Linked DNA regions of Mus musculus: region 2 is linked to region 1. Evidence: chromatin contacts called from public Hi-C data. All regions are on one chromosome and are shown on one strand. The core of a region is the stretch at or near the end of the contact, and the rest is flanking DNA. Distances in the headings are between cores, read along the strand shown.

What was found. A called contact is a pair of places that touch in the nucleus more often than the background predicts.
Region 2: a Hi-C map of cortical neurons shows a contact between it and region 1, with 2.0 times the contacts expected there. The contact joins two enhancer-like sites. A contact is called at or near these places in 4 of 484 Hi-C or Micro-C datasets (cerebral cortex, cortical neurons and nephron progenitors), 1 of 115 datasets of contacts at active chromatin or transcription factors (the 230-238 cell line) and 3 of 9 other capture datasets (adipose tissue, embryonic stem cells and liver).

What each region holds. Positions count from the first base shown.
Region 1 is chr1:13,191,483-13,197,524 of GRCm38.p6, forward strand. The region is part of intron 4 of Ncoa2 (nuclear receptor coactivator 2); the gene reads right to left. Among named protein-coding and RNA genes, the nearest start is that of Prdm14, 67 kb to the left of the region's middle. Within about 2 kb of position 3,564, at least 24 of the 459 cell types and tissues checked have an H3K27ac peak or open chromatin away from gene starts, as enhancers often do. A contact at or near this core is called in cortical neurons, where this site is marked.
Region 2 is chr1:13,296,311-13,302,352 of GRCm38.p6, forward strand. All of the region lies in intron 1 of Ncoa2 (nuclear receptor coactivator 2), which reads right to left. Among named protein-coding and RNA genes, the nearest start is that of Gm23169, 35 kb to the right of the region's middle. Within about 2 kb of position 3,406, at least 15 of the 459 cell types and tissues checked have an H3K27ac peak or open chromatin away from gene starts, as enhancers often do. A contact at or near this core is called in cortical neurons, where this site is marked.

The DNA of each region.
Region 1 (6,042 bases), core at 2,314-4,813:
GAAAGAACCTCCTCCCCAGGCTGTCCTCGGCTCTCCATCCTTCCTCATGCGACAACTGCTAACCACAAGCACTGGGTGCACTCTGGTCTTCTCAAAGAGCATCACACTGCGTTTTCTTCAGAGAGCTGACCGGCCACACACTGTGCCCACTTCTCTTGGTTCCTCTACCGTCTTACCTGTGGCGTGGTTTGCTCTCTTCCCTAAGAGCTCCCTAAAAGTCGCCTCTCCACAGGCTCTGACTCATCCTAGTGGTCCTCAGAGCGCAGGAAACACCCTCTTCTCCAATCATAGGACATAGGACTGGCTGCTATTGTTACTGTATAGGACTCCCTTCTCTCTGGTAAATCCCAAAGACAGGGACGCTGGTTTTTAGTCAGACCCTCACTCTTCCACCTAGAAGCACAGGACCCAGACCTGTGCCACCACATCCCTTACCTACTTCTCTGGGCACTGCAGAGCGGTCACCGCCTTACAAGGGAACCTGCATGCTTGGCACTGAGCTCCCACGAGTCATCGATTCTGAAGCATGCACTATGTTCTGTGTGGGTTTGAGGCCCTCCCCGTGCACCCTTAGTTTTACTCTTCAGTGTGGAGGAGCGAGGTGCTGACAACCCTTGCTCAGATGGAGCACACGGTGTCCTTTCCTGTGCCCCTCACTGTCTGTGGGGTGTGTCCTCCTAGATATATCCTCTGGCAGAAGGATACACAAGAGGTGTCCTCCCAAGGTTTCAGACTGTAGGGGACACGGGCACAGACTAGAGGGCTTGCCTTCCATCAGTCCGATATGCATCCAGAGCAGTGGGTCTCGACCTTCCTAATGCTGTCAGCCTTTGATACAGCTGCTCATGGTGTGGCGACCCCCACTCTAAATTATCTTCATTGCTACTTCCTAGCTCTACTTTTGCTACGGTTAGGAATCATAATGTACATTTTTGTTTTCCACTGGTCTTAGGTGACCCCAGAGTAAGGGTCATTCCCCTGCAAAGGGACCATGGCTCACAGGGTGAGAACCAACGCTCTAGAGGATGCCTGAGTGCTCTTGTCTTCTCAGTCCATAAAACAGAACGAATGCCGCTGCACTGAAGGCAGATTAGTAAGCCAGAACAGGACATCTGTATCTTCAACAGCCAGCACTGTAGGCCAGGAATGTCACTCTGTTTGGCCGACAAAGAGGGCTGTCCCTGGCCTGGGCACAGTGAGAGTTAGTGAATTCGAAGGTTGGTGGAATGGAAAGTTATTCCCCTCTGAGCTCCACTTCAGGGTGCAGCTCAAGCCTAGAAAGCAAGGCGAGGGGCAGGGTTGAGGAGTACGGCGCAGGGTTTCCAGAGAATTGCTCTACAGAGAGACATTTGTGTGGACACGGTAAATTCCCACGCCTCTGCTCTTCTCTCAGTTCATCCTCCACTGTTAAATCTCTATCTTATTCCTTGGACTTGGGTCAGGCATGCAGCTTGGTGGTAAATGTGAGGCTCCGGGTTAGAGAAGGAGTGTGTGTGTGGGGGGGCACTTGGCTGACGGTAATGTTGGGGGATCCAGTGAGAGATGAAGCTGCAGTTGCTGTGAATGGGAACTCCGTGCCTGTTACTGACAGCTACAAGAGCAGCCCGGGCTCTCACCTGCGATCCTTCTCCCTAGCCCTTAAAAAGTTTTAATCTAAAACAAACAACATTTTCTCCCTAATGGAATAAAATACTACTACTTGAACTTAAGAGTATAAAAACTAGTATCAAAGAAAATACCTCTCAAATATGTTACCATGTGTATTAGATATTTTTGTCATCATTGAACAAAAATAACCTGACAAGGAATCAAAGTTGACCTAGCTCATGACACACAGGAAGGCAGTGTTGAGGACCACTGTAGTCTGAGGGCAGAGCCTAAGGCAGCTGGCCATGACCTAGAGTTAGGGGGCAAAGAGTGAGGGCTGGTGCTCAGACTCCTTCTCCAGTTTTTAAAATCACCTGCTAGAAAACCTAAGGTTATGGTCAGAGGAGATTCTGATCGCTTCTTTCAGTGGAGTACTATTGTTGTTTTGAGGGTCAAATAAACACATCTTAGTGATGTTTGTCATAGCCCTTGAGCAATCATTAGACTTTATGAGACATATATCTAAAGGGTATGATAGCTTTCTGATAGCAGTAAATTCATCTATTAGTAGTTCTGTGTAAAGTACACAACTTTCCTTATGACAACTCAATCAGGCAAGTACCCCTGCCACTTATAAACTCCAGGCCTGGGTGTGTAACTAACTGTTGCAGCAATATGCTCAAACAGACCATTTTACACCTTTAGGAAAAGACAGATACAAAGAACCAAGAGCAAATCAGCACACAAGTTTCTTTTTAGAAACTTATCAATCAGATAGAACACGGAACAAGGGCTAGGAGAGACTTTGGAACACTTGGATAAAAATAGGTACCATACTGGAAAACTGTTTATAATAACAAAATATGCTGTTTTCTCCTTTTAATACTCACCTGGTAAATCTTTAAAAGGAAAAAGGCAGCAGGTGATTCTAACATCACAGCCCACATAGGCAGTGGAATACAGCCCGAGGGCCTTGGAGTGGGTGAGTGGGTGGTGTGTCAAGGTAGTCCTTATTGGCCAGTAGTTCACAATGCTTCCAGGAGGGCAGAACACGTGTCATTCAGCAGAAGAGGAAAATGAAGGCTTGAGCCGTAAGGAGCCAACTTTAGTTCAGAGAAGGGAGGGATGGCTGGGCATGGGTGGCTGTGTTTCATGAATGTTAAGATTGGTTAGGTTAGATTCTAGGGGTTAGACCTGTGGACCAGTGGCAGAAGACCACCACAAGTCTCAGGCAGGCCTTCAAACAATATTCCTCTTTTCTCTTTTTTTGTTTTTTGTGTTTTTTTGAGAAACAGTTTCTCTGTGTGACCCTGACTGTCCTGGAACTTGCTCTGTAGACCAGGCTTGGCTACTTGCCTCTGCCTTCCAAGTAGTGGGATCAGAGGCGTGCACTATCGCTGCTGCTACCCCACTGTGAAAAAAGCCAATATTCTGGTGTCCCCAAATGACCAAAACTAGAGGTGTAGTGAGGACCAAAGAAACAATGTTCAGTATTAGGCTGAAGTTGTATTAGTGGAGCATGTAACTTTAAAGATCACTCGGGTGTGCAGAACCACGACAAGGCAAGCGGTGTGGAGCCTGAGAGCGTCTCCAGAAAGTCTCTGGCAGGGAAAACCCAGCTTCGCAGTCCTGTACACCTCACTGTTTGGAATGCATTTTCTAGACAATCTGTTGTAAGGTTCTTCAGTTCTGCATTGAGTTTACGTTTGGGCCACTTCTCAGTAGTAAAATAATAAAAACTAGTCAATAATAACAAGTGATACAAAATACCCAGAAACCCAGCTTTACTAAAGCAATTGTAATAAACAAAAAACTTGTCCTGAATTTTCAGTATTTGTACTTTTTCATGAAGTACTTGCCACTTCTGCCCAATATTCAGTTCGGCCTTGACATTAAATAAGAGCTGCAGAGGTAGGGAGGCAAAGCAGAGGAGGGAGGAGGAGGGAGCTGGGGGAGGGGTGAGGAGCTCTCCTCTGGGACTAACTGTATGTTAACTGGACATGTGCTGTATCTCAGACAGTGCAGCAATGAGTAAGCCATTTGTATGCAGCATATAAAAATAAGCTTTGATTCTTAGATATTTATACTTCCGTAAGTACAGCATTTCTATACTAAAACACACCATTTAATATTTTAAATTAGGCAATTTTCTCAGTGGTTATGAACTATATTTAGTTTTCTTCATCCATTAACTATAAAAATACATTGTTATAAAAATACCCTTTGGTAGAGGAACCAGTGGAAGGCTGGTACCAGATTTTCCATGATCACAACCTTATGAAATCTCATCACAACATCAGAGAAAGAGATGCTAACATTTAAATTCCAGAGTCCCTCTGTGCTTTGACTTCACATGTCCCTGCTGTGTCTTAGCCATTCCGGCCGTGTTCTTTAGATAAAGACTCTGACTTGAGAGAGTGACAGCGAAGGCACAATGCTCTCCAGAAGATTTCTGAAAAGCATAGAACAGCTATGTCACAGCTCTGCTTTACAAACGCCAAGCCCTGGCAGGACAGCCCTCCCACCAACCCTTTCTCTACCTTTGCCCACCCTTGTCCTCCTGGGTGGCTGTTCCCGATGTCCCACCCTCTCCCTCTTCCATTTGCCTGTACTCCAAAAATCTAATACCAATTAATTAGATTTCCAGTTTCAAAGCAGAGAACAAATCCTGTCTCTTCAGGGACTGTGTAAGATGAGTCATACTGCAAACGGGGGGAAATCATTAATATTAAATTCCTATTTTTCATAAGTAATTATTATTTGTGCTTTCTCTAAGAACAAAAGAAAAGGTGGGGCATTTGATCTCTAGAAATAAAACTGACTTAATGCAGGAAAAACATTTCTTTGAAGTGGATGGATTAAATTGCTCTTCGTCACTGCCATGCACGAGGAGAAGTCTGAAAGCAAAATCCCAGATTCTGGTGAGAACAGCAATAAATCAAAAATACAGCTTTGTAAAAAACAATTCATTTTAAAAGAAAACATATGAGCTATTTGGGAATTATGAAATAGTTTTATTTTTTTTTAGATTCCTCTGAGGTATATTCATTGGTCTGTGGTGGTAACTAATGCTTTTTTATATTAGTATTGTGTATTTGTTTATTAGCCAAGTGTACTGAGAACATTTAAGTGTAGTCTTTCCATAAAACACTGCCAGAATAGAGGGTCCCTCCCTTCAGAATAGAGGGATGGCAGCCTTGGCTCTGATGGGCAGTCACATGACTGCTCTACTCCAGCAGAGCAGTGGCAGCCGTCAGGCAGACAGAAACTCAAGTACCACTGGAGTACCCGTTACAGGTATGAGGTGAGGAATCATCACGGGAGAAGATGATATACACCTTCGTGTGTGCTCAATTGCGAACGCTCACTCTCTCTCTCTCTCTCTCAATAAAAAAGGCTGTAGAAGCTTACAAACATTAGCTTTAAAAAGACAGACGTCATCAACTAGGGCCCACTCTGTGACATGTTGTCTGATGACGATACTGCACAGATATTTATACATATAAAAATCCCTGTGTGCTCGAGACCAGATCCACCCTCGACTGGAAAGCCAATTAATGACTTTCACATCAGGCCAAGCATGAAGAGCACTGCCTTTAAAAAAAAAAAACTGAATCCAAGTTATTCAGAGTAGAACATTAAAATCTTTTGCTAAAATGAACCAGATACACTACACAGGTTTTATAATTAATCCCACTGCTTTAAAATGAGTAAAAGCATTCACTCAGAAACCTATCGATTTTTCAATGGGCTGATGTCAAACACAAGTCTAATCACCTGCATAGCAGACTCTAAGATCCTACCGGGAATACACGCACTGCTTCTGCCCTGCCTGCCCTGTGTTGCATGCAGTACCTGGCTGTGAAACTTGGTAGCAGTACAACCTGTACAGACCCATGAGGGACAAAGAAGTCATGGAAACAGGGACACATAGTGTCTGGCCAAGCAGCACAGGTTAAAAGTTACAAGAAAAGTTGTGCAGCATCTCAGAGGTTCTAGAAGGCAAAAGGAAAGAATCAGGCAACTGCACCCAGCTAAAATTAGCAAAGTTGCCATATGGCTCCGTGAAACCGGCAGCACATTCCTACTCATTAGGAAGCATTCTGCTAACAGAAAACACACGGCCTTCCTGAGCTCTCCAACGGGTTCATCTTTTCAACAGGATCACCTGCCCTGCGTGCGTGCGTGCACACTAAACCTGCAGCTGCACTTTGTTAGCAGTGGGAGGAGCCTAAGACCCGAGTTGCCTCCCTCACTTTTGACACTGAGCTTCTACTTAGCATATCATGACTTTCCTTCTGCACAAATCAAGCAAACTCAATCAACTTCAAGGCCATTCCCACCCTACACATATCCCCTGACTGACACCCATCATTAGAGAACTAAGCCTTGGTCTCACTTCTGTCTTAGTTAGGGTTTCTATTCTTCAATGGAACGCCATGATCAAGTGAGGGA
Region 2 (6,042 bases), core at 2,156-4,655, 100 kb after region 1:
TAGCTAGCCATGAGGAGCATAATTAAGAAATCAACCAAATTTGTCCAAGTCGTAAAACCTAGAGCAGTCTCAGTGTCACCCGAGTCTGAGTGCCTCCACGAGAAGGAGGTGAAGGCAGCACCGGCATCCACAGAAGGTCTGCAGGTTACCCAGGCCATAGTTAGCTCTCCTGGATGGTATAATGTTTGGGTTCTCGTTTCAGACGGGAAATTCAAGGCACGCGTAACTAATCCCCTTCACGTTTTCGTCACTGAGTATGGCCGAGAGACACGTCTAAGATGCATTCTAGACCAGCTATAGGACTGCCCTGCTTTACTGCAGCTGTGACTCCAGGACATGGGGTGGGAAACAGGCGAGCAGTGAGCTGCTGCTTTTTCGGGGATTTATGTCTGTCTAGGTGTGTGTGCAGTTTAAACACACTATGCCAGTGGCTAAAATAATTCTAACTGCTTCTTTTATTAAAGAAGCACAATGTAACCTTTCATAATACTATTCTCTAGGTCCTAAAATTAGTCAAACTTCTTCTATTTGTAGCTTTCTCTCTTCAAATGTCATATGATACCAAAGGGAACACAAATAAGAGTCAATATTCAACAAAGTATTTTTAAACCTAAGAAAACTGCTTGATCCCATGTTGTGAAAGAACAAAACAGTCATCAGGTAAGCACGGTGTCCAAGATCGCTGGCTGTGGAGCTCTACACTTGTCTCTTTTCTTTCTTTTCCTAATCGTCCCTCTAAATCCCCTGCAAAGAGACAGCCTCTTGCCAGCCAAGTCACTCAGGCTGGTTTGCCTTCCTCTTATCATTTCGCTTAAAGCACAACACTTGCTACTATGTCAACTTCCTTTTTAAAATAAGAAAAAATTCACAATGCTAACTATTAGCTCATCAATACTTTGTTCAAAAATACTGAAAAAGTCAAAACAATAGCCTTCAAGTATGAAAAGTAACACGTGGACCTGCTGAGATGGCTCAGCCATTATAATATGGGAGGCACCAGGCCTTACTACCTGAGTTTGATCCCTGGGACCCAAATAGAGGAAGGAGAAAAACTACTCTCTGTAGCAGCCCTGACTTCCACATAAGTGCCATGGCTCCAGTGTGCACATGGGGACACACACACACACACACACACACACACACACACGCATGTGCACACACACTAAGACTTAGTAAACTATCACCCCGCTCTCCCCCAAATCCTGCCATCTGGAAGAGATGCCTTAAGAGTCTATGCTACCGAAGTCTCAAGCAAGGCCCTCTCTTCTCAGGGGTACAGATGCCAAGCAACGATCTGGGCTCCTGAGATCACCACTGAGCATCGCTAAGACTCAAATTCATCAGTGACAAAAGAACCTACACACCGTGATTCTCAAGTTCCTGATTTGTTTGAAAGCTCACAGTCCCTCCTGTTCAATAGACTAGTTTTCAGGCATTAGCCATCCTTTGTTTAATTAAAAGATACAACTATTTCTCTAACCACACCCTAAACAACAATACCCCCTCTTACTGTTTCATTGCAGCCTACAATTGTGAGGTATCATGAGCTTTTAATTATGCCCTGTAAATGCTCTGATGGCACTGGATGTGACCAAAGCCACTAAATCATGGAGTGCACACAGACACACAACACACGTGAACACATATGACCTGAAAGTAGAAGACTCATGGGAGTGTAGGAGCAAGGAAGGAGACAAGGGTTCAGGGTGGGCACTCAAAGGCGTGTGGGAAGACACTGCTGTGCACCATTCAACTATTGGAAAAAGAAATCATTCAGACACAAAAGTCTAGAGCTGAGGCCTTCTGGCTCCCTTGCAAATACACAAGAGCTACAAAATAAATTTTATAGCCCTAAGAAAAACATTGCATCATTTTTAATTAATTGATTGTTTCTAGAAGTTACATTGCCGTATCTTTTGGTTTTGTGTGTTACTGTTGTGCTTGTTCTTTCCAAACAGGGTTTCTCTGTGTAGCCTTGCATGTCCTGGAACTCACTTTGTAGACGAGGCTCCCTGCAAACTCAGAAACACCTGCCTCTGCTACCTGAGTGCGGGGAAAGGCCTGTCACCACTATCTGGTAAAATGTTATATCTTAAATTTCCTAAAATAACACAGTTTGGGGCCTTTATGTCTCAATTTTTTGTCAAGATTTCAGGTACAGAAAGGCTCAAGTGGCTACTAAGTTATCAAGTGTTGATAATTGGTGCCTTTCTTGGTTGAGGGAAAGGGTCTGTAGTGAACGTGGGTGTTTTAAAGCAGCAATGTAATCCCAGAACTTGGGAGGCAGAGGCAGAGGCAGGGGAATATCTGAGTTCAAGGCCAGCCTGGTCTACAGAGTGAGTTCCAGGGCTATAGAGAGAAACTCTGTGGGGGGGGGGGTGGTTTTATTTCTAAAATAACAAATCAGAATGGTAGGCTATGGTGGTACACGCCTTTGACCCCAGAAGCACTTAGGTGACAGAGACAAGAGATCTCTGAGTTCAAGGCCAGTCTGGGCTACACAAACACACTTCATCCCCACCACCTGGATGGATGGATAGATGGATGGATGGATGGATGGATGGATGGATGGATGGATAGATGGATAGATGGATGACACAATGACTGGTTTATACTTCCTAAAAATCCTCTTTTTTTATTTTATTAAAAATCATGTAACTTTACTACAATTTCCCCTTTAACACAACTTTGCAATTTCCCCTTTAACACTATATGCTTTTTGCTATGTGGGACTGTTAAAGGCAGCCTGGTTTCTGGTTGAGCTAGGTTAAAAACCCCAGAGACCCTGCAGATAATTCGGCAAGGGACGGTAGGCATTTTGCCATGCTCATAGACACTAGACTCCTAACATGAGACTGCAGCTCTCCACTCCATGGGTCTGTAGCTACATTAAAGCAATGCTGAGGAACCAAGGGGCCCTCAGTTCATCAGAAGTGGGCACACTTAGCACACATCAAGCAGAAGGTGGAAGGGATGACACCAGGGAAGTAACGCCATCTTCAGCATCCATGGTGCTGTGTCTGCACCTGGAGCCAGCATCCAGGTCCAAGCGTAAAAGCTTGTGTAAAAACTCAGCTGGCTAACTGGGGCCCAGAACTCCTGACAAATATGGGGTTTGCCCTATTTATAAAAGAGAAAACTCTGAGGCGAAAGCTAATTAATCCAAATTATAACACAATTCCCAAAGAAACGAGACATTTCTAACCCTTCTTTCAGACAACTATCAGCTCCCAGAACAAACCAAACACACTTCCAACTAATAGTGGTTGGCAAGTCCCAAAATACTTCAAAAGCTTTTGAAAGTAAAAAGCAGCTTAGTAATTCAAGCTGTTTTCAGGAATAGCATCTTTACCACTTCAGGATAGAGGCATGGCTTCTCACTTGGTGACGTAATGCCTTGAGGCTGACAGGGCTGTGGGAAGACAATAAGAGATTGTGATGTAGTCTCAAACCTCCTCCTCATTTATACATAGATGTAGACATGCAAGTATTAAGGTTTATGCAATACACACATTTCTGCTTTTAAAGGAGAATGAACTATAACAAAATAGTATGCGTTTGTTTCTAAAGATACACAAGTGTTTAAAGCAATAGCTGCAGTCTGTGCTGGCTAGATTTCAGACACTCCAGAACTTCCTGGTCCTTAAGCACATATCAGTCTCCCGCCCTCCCCCCATCATATCGGTTTTAGAATTGAGGGGGTGACTCTCCCAACAGACCACAAACATTTGGAAATACAATATACATTTCAACAGCAACAGTGTTCTCCACAAATACATAGCAAGTCCTATCTCAACAAAGCACAGCATCCCACCAAGACCCCAGGAAAACAACAGCACAGAAAACAGTACAGAGTGTGCATATGCACGGCACATTCCACCAGTGCACAATTACCGTGTTTCCTGACATGAAGGAAAATTCTATAAAATGACTGCTCTGTAAGTGAGGACACAAATCCAGAGCCACTTGAGATAGATGTAACTAAGGCATTGTTTGGAAAAAACAAAAAACAAAAAAACCACACACACTAAATGATGAAACTACCCAAAGCTCACGGCATCGAAAAGGCATGTCTGAATGTCCAAGAAATAAGACTGCACTCTGCAGACGATTATAACTGGAACACACACACACACACACACACACACACACACACACACACACACACAGAAGGACGGACGGACGGACGGATGGACGAAGGTGGAGAAGAAGGAGGAGGGAGGACACCTCTTCACTGTCAGCTTGCTTCAAGGAACACTGCTCTAAGTGGTTTTGGAACATTCTTTAATCTTTAAACAGGACACACAACAGCATCCACTACAAAATGCAATGTAATTAAAAGATGTCAAATGCATACCAACACCTTCATGCGTGGCACCGAGCCCTCTGCTGTGCAGTAGTAAACTCTCTGAACCATGGAGCCACCTCACCAGCCCACCTTTTAACTTCTGAGAATAGAGCCGTTTCCTACAGGTCAATGGCAGAGCAGAGCCTTCCTGAGTGACAGTGGCATGCCTAGCTCCAGTCACCTTGACAACCTGAGTCTTTTCCGGCATTTGCACAGTTGAAATGCATAGAAGTACATGCATTCCATACAAGTATGGGGAGCTGAAGAGGCTGCAGTGCGCTGTGGAGGACTGCACAAGTGGGTTAGGGCGAAGAACTTGAGTCTGAATTCACTGAGGAAGTAGGGAAAGAGTCCACCCCTGGAAGTTCTCGGAAAAGGTGGAGCTGTCCAAGGCCCATGTTCTAAGAGACCCTAAGAGAAATGGTGAGGAAACACCAAGGAAGCCCTGACGGTCTCCCAGTAACAGGGAGGGCCTGCACGCCAACCATGAGCAGTGAGCACACAACTTGCCCAGCCTCCTCCATGTTTGGCTTACCCTTTACCTGTGCATCATCTTGGCATCCAGCACCTCTGAGGGAAAGAAAAGATGGTAAAATCCCAACCTTTGAGCAGCATTCCAAAGAAAAGCACTCACAAACCAAACACACCATGTGTCTCAGCTCGCTGAGAGCACATGCACTGAGCATGGGTGAGCATGGTCTTTACTGTCCACACTAAACTACTAACTCTATTAACAGTTCCACTTAATATCAAAGTCACATGAGAACTGTTGGGAAAGTGGGCTAATCTAAAGGGTCAGTGTCCAGTTAGCTTGGGTCTGTATGTGAGCGATTGTAAAGAAAGCTGCCTGGAAACTGAAACTGTAAGCAAGGGCAAAGTCATCAGCAGGGTTTACTCCCCGCTCGCATGTCTGTGTGACCCAGGAAAGGACTAAAGGAGGAGAAAGCCATGAACACACACAAACCTAAGCCACATGACAAATGATCTAAACCTAAACCATAGGAGGCCACTGAACAGTGTGATACCTCCATGACAAGTGATGCTGCAATACTCCTGGGTTAAACCCACAATCTTGCCACAAGCCTCAACCAAAGCCCACAGTTGGCAGCAGAGAGCCTCCAGTGAGGAGCCAAGACTGCATGAAAACAAACAGACCTGGGTCTGACTGAGCTGGCCCACACCCTGCCTGCTGAAACAGGTCACTACTGGGGGAATATTATGCTACAAAACTAGTGAGGCTCAGAACTGTAACGTGTTGAATGGTCAGCAGAAAGCACCTGCAATAGCTAGCAGTGCATGTCCTTCCCATGGGGCATCACCCAGAGGCAGAACAGCGCCTTCACACATGGCTTCAAGGACATGCCGACTCTCGGTAAAGTCTACATGTGAACCTAGTGTCCTCTCCAAGTCAAAACACCTAAGGATAAAGGAGAGTCTTGTTAGACTGTTAGAGACTGAACTTGGTTTACAAGGACTCCGGGCTGTTTAATGAGCTGTTTTAAATACACACATCTTTACCAAGCCCTGGGTGTGCCGCAGCAAACAACTTAGCACAACTCCAAGAACCTAGACACCTTCCAACACAGTATCGAAGCTGTAAACATCTAAGAGTGAAGCTGCGGCCTGGTTTCCAGATCACTGCGAACCTACTCTCCAGCCCCAGCAACCCCAACACTAGTCATTTACCAAACGAT